Regions from separate parts of the Capra hircus genome. Here region 1 is linked to region 2. A link is a contact called in public Hi-C data. All regions are on one chromosome and are shown on one strand. Each heading gives the region's core, a stretch centred on a gene start, on an enhancer-like site or on the middle of the called end of the contact. The rest is flanking DNA. Distances are from core to core; before and after follow the strand shown. Region 1 overlaps CLIC4 (chloride intracellular channel protein 4). Region 2 has its middle 45 kb from the start of SRRM1.

The links. Hi-C and Micro-C count contacts between places; a contact is called where the count stands out from the background.
Region 1: a Hi-C map of blood shows a contact between it and region 2, with 6 times the contacts expected there. The contact joins two enhancer-like sites. A contact is called at or near these places in 3 of 5 Hi-C or Micro-C datasets (blood and liver).

What each region holds. Positions count from the first base shown.
Region 1 is chr2:7,808,197-7,812,709 of ARS1.2, reverse strand. It overlaps CLIC4 (chloride intracellular channel protein 4), which reads right to left. Exons shown (of 6, transcript XM_018055974.1): 4 at 1,126-1,232. Among named protein-coding and RNA genes, the nearest start is that of CLIC4, 59 kb to the right of the region's middle. Within about 2 kb of position 1,844, at least 1 of the 5 cell types and tissues checked has an H3K27ac peak or open chromatin away from gene starts, as enhancers often do.
Region 2 is chr2:7,696,193-7,700,493 of ARS1.2, reverse strand. No RefSeq gene overlaps it. Among named protein-coding and RNA genes, the nearest start is that of SRRM1, 45 kb to the right of the region's middle. Within about 2 kb of position 3,048, at least 4 of the 5 cell types and tissues checked have an H3K27ac peak or open chromatin away from gene starts, as enhancers often do.

The DNA of each region.
Region 1 (4,513 bases), core at 595-3,094, 110 kb before region 2:
CTTTGGAAGGAATGATGCTAAAGCTGAAACTCCAGTACTTTGGCCATCTCATGCGAAGAGTTGACTCATTGGAAAAGACTCTGATGCTGGGAGGGATTGGGGGCAGGAGGAGAAGGGGACGACAGAGGATGAGATGGCTGGATGGCATCACCGACTCGATGGACTTGAGTTTGAGTGAACTCCGGGAGACGGTGATGGACAGGGAGGCCTGGTGTGCTGCGATTCACGGGGTCGCAAAGAGTCGGACACAACTAAGAGACTGAACTGAACTGAACTAAATGCTCTCTCTATATATAGTTTTTGGCAAAAAGAACAATGCTTAACATCCCAAAGAGAAGAAAAGGGGAAGCAACTGAACGGTGTAGTTAGGACAAGGTTCATTCAATGGCACCTCTTCTAAAGAGACTTCCCTTTTACTATATGTAAGTTTGCTAAATGAAATAAGACAGTGTCCTTTAATAAATAAAAGAAGGAGGTAGCATCTGTATTACACAAACCACTCTCACCAGGAAAATAGGACTTGAAGGGAAAACCTTAGTTTTAGGATACAGAGATCTTTCCAAGGCTGGTGTGTCCAAATGCTCTCTTAGAGCAACTTCAAAAACTGCTCATTAGGGTAATCAGCACAAAAATCCACCCAGGCTGACTTTAGGTTCCTGGCACTCAACAATAAACAAAAGCTTCAGTAATAGTTTAAGTTAAGCTTTATCAATCTATTCCAACCACTACAACCACCCAATCCATTGTTTCTGAGACAGTGTAATTTTCTGTATAGCTCCCTTCATGGTAACTTCTCAGAAGAATATAAGAACAAATTCATTCAATAAACATTTAATCACACACCCACTTTATGCTAGGCATAGTTAATCAACAAGAAACAGAGAAAAAGAACAATGTTAGGACTTACTCTGGTTTATCACCAAATCTCTGATCAACTCTGAAAGCTAGTTTTTAACACTTTAAGGAATGGCCTCCAAAGTAATCATTTATAATCATTGTCATAATAGGGTATTCTGATCTTTGTTCCTCTTTTTTGTTTAGTTTTGGAGGTTTTTTGGGGGGTAGGTAGGAGGGACTGGTTCTACACTGCTAATTCAACCACTTGGGTTTTTTTTTTTTTTTTACCTTCATTAGCCTCTGGCCTTGAATTCTTGATATATGCAGAGAATTTGGCAAAGATGTCCATTCCAGCAGTATTTGATTCTGGGTGTTTTGGTGAAAGCTTTAAGTACCTAAATGAAAAATGTAATAATGGATTATAGAGCCTCCAAAGATACATTAGCATAAATTCTCTCAATCAAACCATTGTGCTAGTAGTTACTAGACGTCTTTTAACAGTTATCACTCTAAGAAATGCCATCATCAGCTTTCCACAGTATTTTTAAGATGTGCTTTTTCCTTAGGAAACAAAGTTCTGCACAGTGCTTTTGTTCACATATTAGTATTCTTGGCATCCAAAGGGCATCCGCACCCCATCTTCATTTTATAAATTAAAATTCTGGGAAAACAGTCTACTTGTTCAGAGAGTGGTGCCAAGCCAATGGGCGTCTTAGTAAGAGAACTCTAGAGCAGAACTGTCCAAGAGAACTTTCTGTGCTGACGGAGATATTATATATCTGAATTGTCCAATATGGTAGCCGTTAGCGACTTGAGGCTATCCAAATAGGAATCTAAATTAATCATAATAAAGTTAAAACTCATTTCCTCAGTTGCACTAGCAACATTTCAACTGCAGAGCTTTCTCAGATAGGAATGCCAAACAGACATCTTTGGTATGCCATGCACTGAGCCAGCCGTGCACAACAGTGCCACAGAACCCTGGCAGTAGGAAAAGAATCTGGACTGGCCAAATCTAGGTCAAGGACAAGAACAGCAGGAGGCCCATCATTCACTTTAGCCCTACATTCAAGACTTTCCGAAGCTTCCCATATACGAAATACTGTAAGGGTGACACTGAGCAACAGAAAAATAAGACATCAGAATTTTGCTAACAAGTGCTCTGCTGTGTTATTACAAAGTCTTTCTACTTTGAGAAGAGACATTTCATGACACAACAGCTTTTTTAAAAAGACACACACACATGTATTTTATACACTTAAATTTCAAATACACATACTTAATTTTTATTTCTTCCTTAAATTGGAAAATACACATGAAAAAGCCCAATTCTTTACTTCTCCCTTCAGCAGAGTGCAGCAACTCGTCGGAACTAGAGAAATTCAGACTCTTAGCACCACCTTAGGAAAGACTGTTCTTTTCTTAAAAGCCCTGCAAAACTTCCCTGGAAGATGGACTGGGGCAGTAAAACAACAGGAAAAAAATCTTACATTGAACTAGCTTTATTGAACCGATTTATTCATGCATTTTAAGATGCTTTCTTGCCACTTTTCTTTAAATTGAAAACAAAAAAATTTTTAGGAAAAAAATTTAGTCCAGTTGAAAGTTGTAGTTTCAGGCTAGTTTTTATATTCTTATTTTTCATGTTTACCATTTTAAATTCAAAAAAGATATCTTCTAAATTAGACATAGTACTATACTGGGAAGGAGAATATAAAATATCTATTGAATACTTATATGCTCAAGTTATTTCCTTTTTAACATCTATTTTTAAGCTTGAAAGGTTCTTTATAATTAGAAGTTAAATTAACTACATAATGAGCTTTTCAGTGAATGATTACAGTAAATAAATTTCACCTCAGTGTATGTATATGTATATTATATATGTGTGTGATGTGTGTGTTTATATATATACATATATAACATGTTTTTTTTCCTGTTAACTACAGAAAACTTTTTCAATCTCTCGCTCTCCTTTTTTTCCCCCCTGCCTGAGCTGAAACAGTTAATTCCAGCTTCAACATCCCTGGATTTCCCTTGACTATGAAAAATAACCAGCCTGTAGTTTAAATATTTCCACCACTTATAACACAGTACCTTCATTGACTCATTCCAAAGAAAATATGGTGCAAGGAACAAAAGCGCCTCTTCAGCACACCTATGTCTTCCTCTAGCCAAGTTTCCAAATTGACTCTTCTTTTCCCCAACCAATATTTAAGAGTACCTACTTTTTCCAATGAAGTAAACTTCATAATTCTCAAAGTACCTTACAGGGAAATAGATTTGAATTATAGATTATTTATATATTGATTTTATGCATCTATTTATTTATTCTAATAATTAGGTATGTGTCAGAAGTTGTACTAAGTACTGGGGTTATAAAGACAAAGACACAGAATCATACTTACCAGAGACCTATCTTAATGAGTAGGTAAAAATGTAGGACTTGCAATCAGCGTATCCTTTATTACATGGAAACAGATACTATATAACTCTTTAAAAAAAACAAAAAACTACTGTTCTCTAAACCAGGTGAAACTTGCCCTATTCTTCTCTAAGACAAACTATTAAACTTGTATTATTAATTTAATGCATACAATACTATAGGTACAAGAGACCACTCAACCTCAATCTCTCATTTTGCTAAAAGGAAATTATATTTCAGAAAACTTACAGAGTTACCCTCAAATCACTGGATTAAATAAAAGTATCATCAAACTCACATCTCCTGTTCCCAAGTCCAGTGCTGTTGTTTTTGTTTGATTACAGATCAAGTTCAAAAAGATAAATCAAATACTAAACCATTAGGTCCAAAATCAGTTGTCAACTATTCTGCATTTCCCCCAAACACTGGATTTTAATAATTCATTAGTAGTAGTATTGGCAAACTGCTTGACTAAGCAATACCTTTCAACTATTATGAACATTTACTTTAACATTTAACGAAAGTAAATGATTAATAAAAGGCTATGTGTCAATCACAGAACAGACATGCACATTCAGGGCATTGAGAATTTAAGATCAGTCCTTTTTCACATCCTGTATCACATCCTGACTAGTATTTATGGTAGACTAGCTAAGAGTCTGAGTGAACGCCGGGAGATGGTGATGAACAGGGAGGCCTGGCATGCTGCGATTCACGGGGTCACAAAGAGTCGGACACGACTGAGCGACTGAACTGAACTGAACTGAGCTAAGAATATTTCCATCCTTTAAGAAAAATCTCAGACATTTTCTCCTTTCTTGTGTTAATATGAGAATAAAGGGTGGTAATACAAGTCTATTAAATTACTCCTGTAAATTCAAGTTTCATTGTTATTTCTCTTAAAACAGAAGGAAAGAAAGAAAAAAGGCTTAACAACAGTTTATAGAACTTTTCTCCAAAATTATCTAGTTTCCTCTATCCTTCTCTTCTTTTATCAGTAAGTGGGCCAAGTATACAAGCCTGCTTCAGTTAAAAATCCAAATTTCAAAGTTTTTAAAAAGCTTTTGGTGGGGGTCGGGGTGGGGGGTGGCAAAGTAGTTCCTTCTTTCAAGCAAGGGGGAAACTGAAAGAAATACCCCAGAAGAGAAGACAGTTTCTCCATTAAAACCTATAGCTATCTAGACAAGCAAAAACTCCTTGATTTTAGCTTTTCATTAGTCTCTAAATTCTAAACAACTCTAGAATAGCTTG
Region 2 (4,301 bases), core at 1,799-4,298:
GTGGAGAAAGAGAGTGCAAAAGCTAGCTTAAAACTCAACATTGAAAAACTAAGATCTTGGCATCCAGTCCCATCACTTCATGGCAAATAGATGGGGGAAAAGACGAAACAGTGGTAGATTTTATTTTCTTGGGTGCCAAAATCACTGCAGGAAATCACTGTGGATGGTGACTGCAGCCATGAAATTAAAAGACGATTAATCCTTGGAAGAAAAGCTATGACAACCCTTGATTGAATATTAAAAAGCAGAGACATTACTTTACAGACAAAGGTCAGTATAGTCAAAACTGTCATTTTTCTAGTAGTCATGTACGGATGTGAGAGTTAGACCACAATGAAGCCTGAGCACCGAAGAATTGATGCTTTTGAATTGTGGTGCTGGAGAAGACTCTTGAGAGTTCCCTTGGGCAGTAAGGAGATCAAACTGGTAAATCCTAAAGGATATCAACCCTGAATATTCATTGGAAGGAATGATGCCGAAGCTGAAGCTCCAATACTTTGGCCGCCTGATGGGAAGAGCTGACTCATTGGAAAAGACCCTGATGCTGGGAAAGTGAGGGCAGGAGGAGAAGGGGACGACGGAGGATGAGATGGTTGGATGGCATCATGGACTCAGTGGGCACGAGTATGAGCAAACTCCGGGAGATGGTGAAGGACAGGGAAGCTCAGCATGCTGCAGTCCATGAGGTTGCAAAGACTCCAACACGACTTAGCGGCTGAACAACAGCAATACCTACTAAACCATTTATTTATGCACTCATTGATGTATTTCGCGGCATCAGGTCTTAATTGGCGCATGAGGGGTCTTTGCCGCGTCCTGCAGTTCTTTCACTGTGGCGCAGGGACTCTCTAGTTGTGCCACAGGGACTTTGAAGTTGTGGTGTGGGCTTAGCAGCTCCACAGCATGTGAAATGTTTGTTTCCAGACCAGGGGTCTAAACCTGCATCCTCTGCTTTGCAAGGCACATTCTTAACCACTGGATTACCAGGGAAATCCCCTAGCTCTTTTGTTTCTTTTAATAGTGCAACTTTTTCAGATAAAATCACGTGAACTGGAACACTCATAGCAGGAACATGCATTTGCAATAGCTAAAAACTGGAAATAACCCAAATGCTCATCAACAGGTCAGTGGGTTAACAACGGTGGTGCCTCCATAGAACAGAACAGCAGGCAGCCCTGAAAAGGAATGGGGCTACTGATAACCTGTCCCCGCATAGATGAGCCTCAGAGGGATTAGGCTGAGTGCAAGAAACCAGACAAAAAGGAGACCGTACTGGGTGAGTCTATTTACATAAAAAAAAATGTCGAAGATGACCACTGATGTGCGGTGACAGAAAGCAGATTGGTGGTTCTTGGGTAACAGGGGGAACTGGAAAGGGGCACGGGGCAAGTTTTGAGGGGGATGGATACCTCCTCCCTCGTGATTGTAGATGGTTTCCTGCGTGTACATATATGTCAAAACTTATCAAAGCGTACACTTTCTTTTTTTTTTTTTTATTGTTTTTGGTTTCTCTGGGTCTTTGTTACAGTACACCAGCTTCCCATTTTGATGACTTCTCTTGTTGCAGAGCGCTGGCTCGAGAGCAGAGGCTCCACACTTGTGGCGCATGGGCTTAGCTGCCCCACAGCATACGGGATCTTCCCAGACCAGGGACCCAGCCTGCACTGGCGGGCGGATTCCCTGAGAGCTCAGCTGGAAAAGAATCTGCCCGCAATGCAGAAGACCCCGATTCAATTCCTGGACCGGGGAGATTGCTGGAGAAGGGATAGGCTACCCACTCCAGTATTCTTGGGCTTCCCTTGTGGCTCAGCTGGTAAAGAATCCGCCTGCAATGTGGAAGACCTGGGCTTGATCCCTGGGTTGGGAAGATTCCCCCGGAGAAGGGAAAGTCTTCCCACTCCAGTATTCTGGCCTGGAGAAGTCCATGGACTGTATAGTCCATGGGGTCATGAAGAGTCGGACACAACTGAGCAACTTTCACTTTCTTATCCACTGGACCATCAGAGAAGGCCAAAAGTGTATACATATTAAATATGGCAGTTTATTGTGAATCAGTTTTGCCCCGGGAAAGCCTTAAACACACACACACAACAGAAATCCCAGGTCTGCCCAATGCATACAAATTAATAGTGAAGGGCAGAGCAGCTCTGGGGGCAGGGTGATGTTGAGGTCTGAAGTGCCAGCTCCTGCCCTGGGCCTCACCCCACCACCCAGGAATACACACTGCTCACTCTGCTTGGAGCCACAGTGTTCCCTGGGTCTCCATTGAGCACGTTTCAAAGAGCCATGGATGCTTCTGGGAGAGGGGAAGGGGGCTGAACAAAATCACGCAGTCTGAGTGGGGGCAGCTGCGGTCAGAAGGCAGGATTGCCCCCTCTGTGTGGCCAGAACTCTTTCCAGCAGGCTCTGGGAGTGGACTGAGTGTCCATCAGGGGCCCCCAGGATGGCCCAGCAGCACAATCAGTAAAGAGGCCTGAGGTTCACTCTGTGCTGGGCTAGGCTCTGAGGGGAGCAGAGAACCGAGCAGGCCCCCATACTCTCAGCCTTAAGGACCTCTCAGCCTAACTGGGAGCAAGACAGACCTAGAATTCAGGAAGCATCAGAGATACAGAATTATAAAGCTGGCGTGCGCGTGGAATCCCTGGGCTGGAGGACTGTGGCCACGACCCAGAGGGCAGCCTGGGAAAAAGGATGAGAGGGGCACTTTGTGACAGGGGAGCAGGGCCTCTGACTTCACCCCAGGACTGCGGTGCCCTTCCCTGACATTCCTGGTCCACAGCGGGGACACTGAGATCCAGAGAGGGGAGAGGACTGGACCACAACAGAAGCTGGGCGCCCTGAGTCCAAATCCCAGTTGCCCTTAAAGCTGCCGCTCGGGAAGGTTGGGCGCCGGGCCATCACTGCTGGGGTCTTCGGTCCGCGGCTCCTCTTGGGAGGACTGGGCTCTGGCTGGGCCTCGGGTAGGACAGTGAGACAAGGGCTGGGCGAGGACGGAGGCTGCGAGGCCTGGATTTCCGCCAGCCCTTCCGGGCCTCTCTCTGGCTGCTGCTGGCTTGGCGATGACAGCCTTCCTCTCCGCTGAGCCCTTTGGAATGCCTGGAACTCGGTGGTGACAGTTCAGAGTTGCTCTTCCCCTGGAGGCCCCGGGGAGGAGGGAAGTTCTAAAGAAGAATCCGGGGCTTGAGCCTTTCCTCTTGCCCTGTCTCTTCCTTTCCAGGGGACTTGGTGGACGCCAAGTGTGGAAACAGCCTCTCTGGGACACTTGGCCCACCCTGATCGGCCTGCCTACTTCCTGGCCCAGCCCCTGCTCTGGGATTAAGAAAAACAACAGTCTCTTCATTTAGACCGCTCTGAAGTACAAAAGAGATAATCACTTACACACCCTTGCTACGAATATTCCCCACCCCCGACCGCCCCCCCCCCAAGTCCTCACAATTCAGATGAGAACCATTAGCCCCATTTTAAAGAAAAGGAAACTGAGGCTCAGTGAAATGGGAGATTTTTGCCCTGGCCACAGAACTAGTAAGTGTATAGCATTGTTTTCTTTCTTTCTTTCTTTTTTCCAAATTATTGTCTGTATGTGTGTGTGTGTGTGTGTGTGTGTATACACGCACACACCCAGTGTGTGCTAAGTTGCTTCAGTCAGATCCAACTCCTTGTGACCCCATGGACTGTAGCCTGCCAGGCTCCACTATCCATGGGATTCTTCAGACAAGAATGTTGAAGTGGGTTTTGGGAGAGGGGAAGGGCCCTGAACAAAATCACACGGTCTGAGTGGGGGATTCCTTCTCCAGGGGATCTTCCTGACCCAGGGATGGAACCCACATACCTTAGGTCTCCTGTGTTGGCAGGCAGGTTGTTTATCACTAGCGCCACCTGGGAGGCCATTTTTTTAGTGGTGGTGGTGTAGTTGCTAAGTCGTGTCTGACTCTTGCTACCCTATGGACAGAGGAGCCTGGCAGGCTACAGTCCATGGGATTCTCCAGGCAAGGATACTGGAGTGGGTGGCCATTTCCTTCTCCAGGGGAATCTTCCCAACCCAGGAATCGAACCCAGGTCTCCTGCATTGTAGGCAGATTCTTTACCAACTGAGCTGCAAGGAAAACCCTTTTTTTTTAGTGAGGTATAGTCAATTTGCAGTATAATATTAGTTTCAGGTGTACAGCATAGTGATTCCGAATTGTATAGCTTATACTCTGTGTAAAGTTATTTTAGACTATTGGCTGTATTCTCTATGCTGTATAAATATATCTCTAGTCAGGGCTGTGGTTTTTCCAGTAGTCATGTATGGATGTGAGAGT